Linked DNA regions of Mus musculus: region 1 is linked to region 2. A link is a contact called in public HiChIP or PLAC-seq data. All regions are on one chromosome and are shown on one strand. The core of a region is the stretch at or near the end of the contact, and the rest is flanking DNA. Distances in the headings are between cores, read along the strand shown. Region 1 has its middle 67 kb from the start of Gm34331. Region 2 holds the start of Sh3bp4 (SH3-domain binding protein 4).

The links. HiChIP or PLAC-seq counts read pairs in DNA pulled down with a chosen protein or histone mark.
Region 1: an H3K27ac HiChIP or PLAC-seq map of oligodendrocyte precursor cells shows a contact between it and region 2, with 7 times the contacts expected there. The contact joins the enhancer-like site here to the promoter of Sh3bp4 in region 2. A contact is called at or near these places in 8 of 39 promoter capture datasets (3T3-L1-derived adipocytes, the C10 cell line, cranial neural crest and 5 more), 1 of 15 datasets of contacts at CTCF or cohesin (the NIH/3T3 cell line), 43 of 484 Hi-C or Micro-C datasets (the 4T1 cell line, the C2C12 cell line, MC3T3-E1-derived osteoblasts and 29 more), 25 of 115 datasets of contacts at active chromatin or transcription factors (the NIH/3T3 cell line, bone marrow-derived dendritic cells, craniofacial prominence and 18 more) and 6 of 9 other capture datasets (adipose tissue, embryonic stem cells, embryonic tail and 3 more).

What each region holds. Positions count from the first base shown.
Region 1 is chr1:89,167,757-89,172,922 of GRCm38.p6, reverse strand. No RefSeq gene overlaps it. Among named protein-coding and RNA genes, the nearest start is that of Gm34331, 67 kb to the right of the region's middle. Within about 2 kb of position 1,567, at least 12 of the 459 cell types and tissues checked have an H3K27ac peak or open chromatin away from gene starts, as enhancers often do. A contact at or near this core is called in cerebral cortex and oligodendrocyte precursor cells, where this site is marked.
Region 2 is chr1:89,069,076-89,074,383 of GRCm38.p6, reverse strand. Sh3bp4 (SH3-domain binding protein 4) reads right to left here and starts at 3,969. Exons shown (of 6, transcript NM_133816.3): 1 at 3,787-3,969.

The DNA of each region.
Region 1 (5,166 bases), core at 318-2,817, 100 kb before region 2:
CCAAAAGTCTCCCACACCCTTCCCCCCCACTCCCCTACTCACCCATTCCCATTTTTAGCCCTGGTGTTCCCCTGTACTGGGGCATATAAAGTTTGCCTGTCCCAATGGGCCTCTCTTTCCAGTGATGGCCGACTAGGCCATCTTTTGATACATATGCAGCTAGAGTCAAGAGCTCCGGGGTACTGGTTAGTTCATAATGTTGCACCTACAGGGTTGCAGATCTCTTTAGCTCCTTGGATACTTTCTCTAGCTCCTCCATTGGGGGCCCTGTGATCCATCCAATAGTTGACTGTGAACATCCACTTCTGTGTTTGCTAGGCCCCGGCTGTTTTGTTTTTTCTAAGGCAGGGTTCTGTAGACAAGGCTGACCTCGAACTCAGAGATCTGCCTGCTTCTGCCTCCTGAGTGCTAGGATTAAAGGTATGCACCATTACTGTCTAGTTTTTTTTTCTTTTAATGCATTTTGGGGCTGATAAAATGACAAGTAAAGGTACTTGACACCAGACCTGATGACCTGGGCTTGATCTCTGCAATCCATGTGCTGGAAGGAGAGACCAGACTCCTGAGAACTGCTTTCTGGTCTCATCGTGTGCCATGTGGCATAAGCCCTCTAAGTAAATAAATACATTTAAAAATGTAAAAAAAAATATCCACACATAGGAGGTCTTTTTATCCACTTGTGTATTAGGCAGGGTGGAGGTTACCTACAGTTACAGCTCTCAGAGAAGCTGAGACAGGAGGATTGCTTTAGCCCACAAGATGGAGACCAGCCTAGGTAACACAGCGATATCCTATCTGAAATAAATGAATAAAAGAATAAACAAGCAAGCAAGTAAGCAGAGAATAAAAGACACATATTTTGCTTTCACTGGGAATCCTTCGGGATGCCCCACATGTGTCTCTCCCTTTTCTGTTATCTGGACCGTAACTGTTAGAAGTCATATATTGTTCTCAGCCATCATGAGTGAAACAGGGAGTTCTGACCTCTGGCCACACTTAGATGTTAATTTTCAGGCCTATTTCTGGTTTATGTTTCCCAAGGTTGTGAACTCTATGCTCTCCTGCTTGGCCAGGAAAGCCAGTTTGTCCTGCACCCCCACTCCCCACCCCTGATTGGCCAGGGAAGCCAGTTTGTCTGCTGCCCCCCTGGGCCTTCCCTTCCATACGTGCAGAATCCCTGGAGATCTGTGGTAACATTCTGAAACTACGCCCCTGTCTGAGAAATTCGGATAACCCCAGCTGTCCGCTGCGTAGCCCTGCCAGCTGAGATGCCACAGGGCCTTGGCAGAGCTTCTGTGGCAGAGTCCTTGCTTTTTTCCTTGGTAAGGACAGATGGGGCTCCTGTCTGGAGGTGCCCAACCGCCTCCACCACGGAGGAAAGCCATACTCTGTGGGTGGATGCACATTCAGGGAGAAATAGGAGGTTGTTCCTCTAATGCAGCCCATTCACCCACAGGGATAACCAGTTAGTTGAGGGGAAAAAAAAAGAGTCCTTTCATTCACACAGCTGCCCTGGGTACCAGTGCCATCCTGGCAGCTGGTAGATGATGCTCTTCATGGTCAGGGAGCACAGATGTGTTGCTGGCAAGATGGAGGTGCAGGTGGGCTCAGCCGGCATGAACCCCAGACACTTCAGCTGCTTCAGACTTCCATTTACAGACTCCTCTCTGGCTGGTAAGACTGGGGAGACTGTAGGCTTTCTTCCAACATGTCCTCTCTTCCCCAGTCCTAGGCTAGAAGTTAAATTGTTGCAGATAGTAAATCTGTTTAAGGGTCTCTAAAAAAGCTGTGGGTCTCCTCAGAAGACAGAGACCAATTTAACACAAAATGTATGCACCATTGGGGGGTTTCACAGATTAAAAGCCAGGCATGGGCCCTGGGTGGGAGAATAAATAATCTTGTTCTAGGTATATACACTTAATTTTGATTATCTGCGGATACATGCCCACTCTGTTGATTAATAGCATGCAAATTTGATACTCTGATTTTTTTTTAATTTTGCAAATTGGGGTATTCATTCTATTTTCTGGGTACTTACAGCCAATTCCAAATTGCTGTCATTTCATAAATTACTGTCTGTACTAGCTGGAGGACTGGGAAACTAGCATTGGCTCAGGGAAACAAACTAAATAGCACGAAGGAGGTATCACTGAAGCGGGCTCCCTTCAAATGTCAGTCTCCCACCAGGACCAAGTACCTCAGGGGTCTAGGCCCAAATGTGTTCGTTTTAGTGAAGAGTGAGTTCCATCCTTACGGGTAGACTTGTGCCTGGACTGTATCTTGGAGAACCCTTACCCTGGTCATAGAGATGGGCCTTTTCCCTTGTCATGGCCAAACAGTGTTTTGCTGCATAGATGTGCTTCAATCTATTTTCCTGCTATGGGTGGACGGCATGCTCTCTCAGGTTCTAGGAAGTCCCCTCAGCTCAGATGGCTTCATGACCGTCTCCTGGTCAGCAGCCAGAGGAAACTAAAGCCCAAAAGCCAGGGGCCTGGAGAGACTGCTGAGCGGTTAAGAGCGCTTGCTGACCTGCCTGCTGCCCTGTGGTGCACAGATGCACAAGTGGGCAAAACACTCATACGTATAAAATTAAATTCTAAAAAAGCCAAAAAAAAAAAAAAAAAAAAAAGCTTATAGTAAACCCTTTTTTGGGGCAGAGCAACATGGCGGGTAAGTGAAATGTTCACTGTGTAAGCCTTGCCGCCTGGCTTGATCCCCAAACCCACATAATGGTGGAAGGGAGAATCAACTCTGCAGAGTTGCCTTCTAACTTTCAAATGGCACACGCGCCATTTGAGGAAATGCCTCCATGAGATCCAGCTGTAAGGCATTTTCTCAATTACTGATTGATGAGGGAGGGCCCATTGTGGGTGGTGCCATCCCTGGGCTGGTAGTCCTGGGTTTTATAAGAAAGCAAGCTGAGCAAGCCAGGGGAAGCAAGCCAGTAAGCAGCATCCCTCCATGGCCTCTGCATCATATCCTGCCTCCAGCTTTTTTCCCTGTATGAGTTCCTGTCATGACTTCCTTTGGTGATGAACAGCAGTGTGGAAATGTAAACTGAATAAACCCTCTCCTCCCCAACTTGCTTCTTGGTCATGATGTTTTATGCAACAATAGAAACCCTAAGGCATGTGTCTGTTTGTGTGTGTCTGTCTGTCTGTGTGTCTGTGTCTATGTTTCCATGTATGTGTGTCTTGTGTCTGTCTGTGTGTCTGTATCTGTGTTTCCGTGTCTGTGTGTGTCTGTGTCTATGTTTCTGTGTGTGTGTGTGTGTGTGTGTTGAGGCTGGTGTCAGGTCCTGTCCTCCTTCCACCCTCCGTATGGTCTTTCAGGGATGTTTCAGCAAGCTGACTCGCTCCAGGTGTTCCCTATCTCCACATCCTTCCAAGTGAGACAGCAGGTGGGCAGCTATGTCCTCCAGCTTTTTACATGAGTTCTGGAGAGCCAAGTCTTCCTGCTTGTGTGGCGAGCACTTTGCTCAGTGGAGAATCTCTTCAAGCCAGGGCATGAAGCACTACCTGAGCATGCTGGGTATGGGAATTCAAATAGGAACAGCCTGCATAGGCTCATAGGTTTGAATGCTCAGTCACCAGGGAGTGGAACTGTTTGAAAGGATTAGAAGGAAGTGTGGCTTTGTTTGAGGAAGCTGACCTGGTGTCAAAAGCTAAGTCTCAGTCTCTCTCTCTCTCTCTCTCTCTCTCTCTCTCTCTCTCTCTCCCTCTCTCTCTCTCTCTCTTTCTGCCTACAGGTCAGGATGTAGAACTCTCAGCTACTACTCCAACACCATGTCTCTGTGCCACCATGCTCCCTACCATGGTGATAATGGACTAACCTCTGAAACTATAAGCAAGACCACAGTTAAATGCTTTCTTTTGTAAGAGTTGCCTTGGTCATAGTGTCTCTTCACAGCAATAGAACAGTGATGAAGACACTGAGAAAGGGACATCACATGCCACGAGAGACTGGCTGTCCACATGCGAACTTCAGTGCCATAGCTGTGTGAGTTTGAGAAAATTGCTTAGCCTCTCTCTGTTTCCTGTTGTTGGTAATATTTGATCCCAATCCGGGAGTTTCTTCCATGCCTTAGACCAGTTAATTTCTGAATAAAAAACACATAACCTTTATATTTATAATAAGCCTTAATCCTCACTAGAGCCAGGCAGATGTTAGGAATTGGTTCTAATGTTTTGTCTTAATTCAGCCCCAAGAATTGGGAATCTGCGTGTCTAAATGCTGAATGTCCCTGTTCCCAACTGGTTTTTGACTGATCAATAAAGAGCCAATGGTTGATTAGGATGGAAGAGGCAGGACTTCTAGGTTCCCAGGGAGGAGGAAGAAAGGGCAGCCAGAAGAAGGGGTAGGACAGACCATGCTGGGAAGGAACAGGAAGGAACAATGGCTGAAATGTAGGCACAAGAAGGAAAGCAGCCTCCAGAAGGGCTACCCAGAAGTGACTTGGGGAGCAAAGGTAGGGGGCAGCCCAGAAAGAGACAGAGAAGGGAAGATAAAATATGGATTTAGAAGATGTTAAGCCAGGAATACCGGAGGAGAGGGTTTGCTGGCTGCAAGGAGTTGGCCCAGGCATTGTGTTAGTCAAGGCATATCAAAATTAAGCTGGTGTGTGTGTGTGTGTGTGTGTGTGTGTGTGTGTGTGTGTGTGAGTGTGTGTATCTACCCTGTATGTTACTAAAATCTATTTTCCATCAATAACCTCAAATTATTACTTACTATTATTTGGGCTGCTCTTAATTCCAATTGGACAACCTTCAGGACTCCTAACCCATGGTGTCTTATCCCTCTCTCTGCCACCTTCTTCTGCCCAGCTGTCTTTATTCACCAATCAGAAATAACCTGGGGGCAAGGTCACATAGCATCACTTGGGTCTATCTGCAGATTATTTTGTCTCTGGGGCAATCAGACCTTGAGGGCCTGCACTTAGCATTACAATACATAGCAACAGACCAGACCTCAACAATTTCCCTCTTGTCTATGAAACATGGGCAATAACTGTGCCTACTACATAAGACACTGCCAGGATCCACTAAGCTACTGTCTCTGAAGTGCCACCCCAATGGATGGATACCAAGTAAGCCCTAAGCAAGAATCTGAGGGTTTCATTAGTCAGGGTGCCTGTGAAGGACCCTGGGAGAAGACTGGGGTGAATAT
Region 2 (5,308 bases), core at 2,720-5,219:
TGTCATAGGAGTGATGCTGTGTGAAAAGGCTTGTCCTGGGGAGACAATATACACGTCTATTCACCCCAGAAGGGAGCCCTCGATAGACCAAAGTACGAATGCCAACACCGAAAATCCAAGCTGGTGAACCAATGAGTTTTATTGGGCTTAATTACCGAAGCTAAAATGACTCAAGACAGCCGAGTCACCAGAGCATGGGTGACAGCTCACAAGAGCTGGGAATTGGAAGCACACTGCATAGCCTTCAGGCAGTTCAACAGGTTGGAGAATGTCCTTTCTAGGTAACTCAATTTGTCTCTGCCTCTTCCAGGAAGCTGATCTGATTTCTGAGTCCTTTTTGCAGTTTAGCTAGCCTGAGAGTGACTCTCAGCTTTTATTGCTTCCTTTGAAAGGGACCTAGTGAGTCTGGTCAGTTTCAGGGACTTCCTGAAGCTATTTTAAGTTGCTCACCTAACTGTTTAAGGAGCTTCCCCACAGGATGCAATGGAGAAAACTGTTACACAGCAGATGTCTAGTTGTCTTACCCATCCATCAGATGGATAGCAGTGCTCCATAGCATGCTGACAACTGAAGGTTTGGAGACAACTAAAGACGTTCTTCCATATAGGATGGTCTCCTCTTCCTCCTTAAAACTCAGCCTTAGCTCCTTCATTTCTGAAGCACTGTGCAATCTCTGCCCTCTGGAGACTCACATCTTCTCCCAGGAGCTGGCCTCCATGCCTGGGGTGTGAAGTTATGCAATGCAGATGCCCTGGGGCCTACTGAGTAGCTGGCCAAGGCCTCTTGGAGGACACTGAATGTGGATGCATTGTTCCCTGGGTGTCCTGGGTTTTGGTCAATAATTTTCCTGTCACTTCTCCAAAGAGGGGCAGCCGTAGGGCTTGCGTTGTGCAAAGTTTCTCTACAGCCAGGACCTAGACAAAACCACTAGAAGCTGTGCTGGAAATGGGGCGGCAAATGCAGCAGCCAGTGCACTGGTGGTTAACAAAGCTATCTGCTGGTTATCCCCATTCCTGGCCGTCAGATAGTAACCTTGGGACAAAGAAATCTTGGTGCTTTATCTCTAGGGTCCTGGGAAATGTCCCAGGGACCTGATTCCAAGTCTCCGGAGAAAGAGGGTAAAACGATCTCACACAGGTGTCAACCCTGAAAATAACAAAGCCATAGGAAGCCACAAAGCTGTCCACTTACTGAATATGATTCCAACTGGGAGTTAAGATGCTGTGCCCGGAGCCAGGATTGCAAGTTAGGAACACAGTGGCTCTGGCCTCCTCCAAGTCATGGGCTCTCAGAGAGACACCAATAGCCTTCTCTCCCAGGAGGCGCAAGCAAACAGGCAAACACACACACACACACACACACACACACATACATACACACACACATACACACACACACACACACACACACACACACACACACACACACACACACACACACACCATTCAGTTTCAGAGAGCAAAAGGCTCTTAATTGGCTGGGAACAGAGGAATCAAACCCAAGAGGCCTCCCAGAAATCGAATCGAGGGTGTAAACCCCATTCATCATTCATTCTCCCATCTCATTATCAGATTAAAATCAACATTAGAATAGAAAGAAAGTCTATGCAAACAGCCGGAAGGGGAATAATTCCAGCCTGCTGCTGGATTAGCAAACAGCAAAGGAGAAATACTAGGAAGACCCCTCCCACCCCCAGCCCTTTCTACCTCTAACCAAAAAATTAGCAACACAACTTCCGTGTGATCAACAACCAGAGTGAAGGGTGCCTCATCAACAATGTATCCAGCCAGCTTTCAGGCCCTTCCAAGGCCCTGTCTGAGCTCACATCTGCAACTAGACTCAGGCCTTATCAAAGTGCTGGTGGGGATAACAATTAAAAAACCGAAACTATCAAAGGGTCACCAGTAACGCGAAGAAAATCGTCCAGCCCAGCTCCTGCCGGGAGACAGGGTGAGGACAAAAGGCAGCCTGTGCCTCACCTCTCGGTCTGGGTCCCTATTAATTGTTCTGTAAGAACATTAAAGCCTGGTGCCAGGACCTGGGGACAACAGGAAAAAAAGGAAAGTCCACAGAGGCCTTGCTGGCATTTCTGCAGCCAGCCTCCGAGCCGGTCATTGTTCAGTCGGTAAACACGTGAGACATAAAACAAATTGCTGGGAAACCAGGTTGTTCACTTCATGTGTCCTCCCAGGACCAACTGTTCTCTCTTGGAGGGTGACCTGGGCAGGCATTTACAGGACATTCTACAGCTTTGCATATACCAGGCACCAATGCCCCCTGACTTTGGGACAACCCCCTCCCCCAAGTCCAAAAGATGCTGCAGAAAGGATCCTTGAGAAGACCAGTTACTTCCAAGCCTCTCACTTTGAAGGACTTAGCCAGCACCAACAGGAGAATAGGAGTGTGCTCTGGGATCCCTAGGGCCTGCCTAGATCTTGCTTCCTGGGCAGGGTAGCGAAGCTCTAGGTAGCTTGTTTTACCTAGCTACCTAGATGACACTGTGTAACAGCTAAATGCTCCCCAGCACATTGAAATACAGCCGCTGTCCATCTAAGGATGCCAAAAACGCTCTGCAAACCACCCATTAATTTTTATGGTTGGCCCAGGAAGCAGATTGAGAATCATTACTGTCATTTTTACAAGGCTCGGTACCAAAACCACGGACTGGGCTGAGGTTTCGGCCCTCCCACCACCATTCTCTCCATCTGTACCCACCATCTCATGGGAAACCCCAGTACATCAAAAGGGTACTCATAACTATCAGAAACAGCCTTTGTGGTAAGGCAGGTCAAAAATTCCAAACTTTGGGCACGAGACAATCAAGGGTTTCAAGCAAGGGTTTTCTTGAGGTTAGGCAAGAAGGCGCCAGGTATAATTCAATGATTAAATCTACAAGGCTGCGACATCCCCACCCCCCACCCCCAACGAATGTGGGATCGGCGTAGATCTCGTGTTTATTTCCGCTCTGGACACTCATTGCTTTTATAATCAGAGCAAAAGTTATACGAACTTTATTTCTGCTGCTAAATCACAGAACACCAATCTGATGCACTAACAAGGGAAGAATAAACACGAATAAAGCCCAGCATGGTATTCCCTTTCAAATCTCATAGCTCCACGAGGCTCCACAACCTTCTGCGCACGCAGAGCGGCCAGCCAGCTCTCCGCCACTCCTCCCGCGCGGCATCTGCAGGCGCCCCACACCCGGGAAGGGCCAGCGCCAGCCAGCCCCACAGTCCGCACCGCTAAGCCCCCCAAACCTGCATACTACAACGCCAGATCCCAGCTGGGAGCCTCCTGGCCCCCAAACCCTCTAACAAGACACACTGGGCGGCGCAGGGCGGCTTCACGGTAAACAGCACTTGCAGAACAACGCTCCTCTATCCTAACCGCTCCCACCCGCACACCCCAGCGCTGTCACCTCGGGGCTGCGCGGTCACTCGATCACCAAGACAGAAACTGGAGTTTTCAATTTCATCCTCCAGGAGGGCTCTCCGAAGAAGTTGAAATGTGCATTGTCACCAAGTTTAACCCAAAGCCGCGCTCTCTTCGCTCCTTCTCAGAACCGCGCGGGTGGCGCCGCGACCCCCTCCGCCCTCCCCGCGCCCCGGGCCCTAGCGACCACGATCCGCAGCCCAGGTCGGGCTGTGACCACAGAGGGCAGGGAACCGGGAGCTCAAGGGGCTCGGAGCTGCTCCAGGCTAGCCGCGCCCCAGAGCCCGGGATGCTGCCCAAAGCCACAGCGCGCGCGGGGATAGGGTGCGCCGTCCGACCCTAGGCTCCTACCTGGCTCGCATGGCGCCCCACGGGTCCTGCGGTTCTCTTGTCCTGTGGGGCTCACCCGGCCGGGGGCGCGCGCGACTCCCGGTACCGCGGCCTCAGCGATCGAGGCAGCAGAGGTGGTGAGGTGCCCAGACGCCGCGACAGCCCAGAGCGCTCGGCCCCCGCCAGCGGGCGCAGAGGTGGTCTGGGCCGGGGCGGGGCGCGAGCGCGGGCGGGGCCGGGGCGCAAACAGCGGGCTCCAGGAGGGCGGAGCGCAAGCAGAGACCGCGGGAGGGGCGGGGCCAAAGCTGGGGGCGGAGCGAGGAAGAGGCGGGTCAAGCTCAGGCTGGGGCGTAGGGACCGGGGGCGGAATCGCACTCTCAAGGCGGAGTCTTTGTCGGAGAGGCGGGGCCTAGACGATACTGGGGCAAAAGTGGGCGGGGTGTGCTCAAATGAGCGTGGTCAATATGAGGTTGGAGCAAGTAGGGGCTGTGCCTCGAGCTGGGGGAGGGCAGTTCTTAGTAAAGGCGGGGCCTGGATGAAGGGGGCGGGATGTCCCGGAGGGGCGGGGCCGACTGAGCCGCTGATTTACTTAAAGAAGCGGCTTGGCTTACTGGCGCCTCCAGTGCTCCGGCGCGATTCCCGCCAACACTCCTTGTCTCCTTCCTTAACAGCGCCAGTTAAGAGAGTGGGGTTAGGGCCTCGGGATCTTTACCCCTGGACCCAGAAATGAGCAAAGATGATGGAGACCTCCGGTGCTCTGTTTTGGGGAAGCCTCTGATCCCCCGGGAGTGGTTAAGCAGTAAAACCGAGAAAAAACAAACAAAACTCAGCTTAGGGAACAACTACAAGTGGAGGAGAGCTGCCTGCGAGGCAGATTGCAACTGAATACATGTCAGCATAGTTACACTTCCTCTGCCCAGACTCACATACAGAAGTAGACGCTCGATGCGAGCTCAGTGAATGAACACACTGCGAGGCAGCGGAGCAAAAGCCCAAGCTCATGAGTCATCTCTCACGGGAGTAGACAGAGGCCTGTAGGGGTTGATTGCCTCAGTGAGGTCGAACCAGCCTTTGACTGCTGTGGTGGTGAGGCCAGGGAATGAAGGCTTCCACTTGGAACCAGTGGCAATCATGTCTTCAATGTTGCCACAGATCCAAATCCAGCAGCCCACTGAGTCCATCTTCACTATCATCGCTGGCGACAGATACCATTTATATTTTCTAAGTGACTTCAGACGTTAACACAGATTATCATATTCGGCAAGATCACATGGGAGAGGGCTTCAGAGTCGGAATACTAGCCAGTTTTCTATCTCCCGTGTTCTTTATGCTCCCCTTCCACTCCACCCTTGCACTCGGGCTGCCCGCCTTCCCCCACCCCCACCCCCACCCCGCTCTAGATGTAGTCCTAGTGGAGTCAGGTAGACATACTGGTCAACCTAAGGCTAAGAGGGTAGAATTTCATATTCTCTTAGAACATGGAAACGAGTACAATTACTCCTTAAGTGTAGCTGTCGACCTTAAAAGAAGCAGTCTCCTGAAG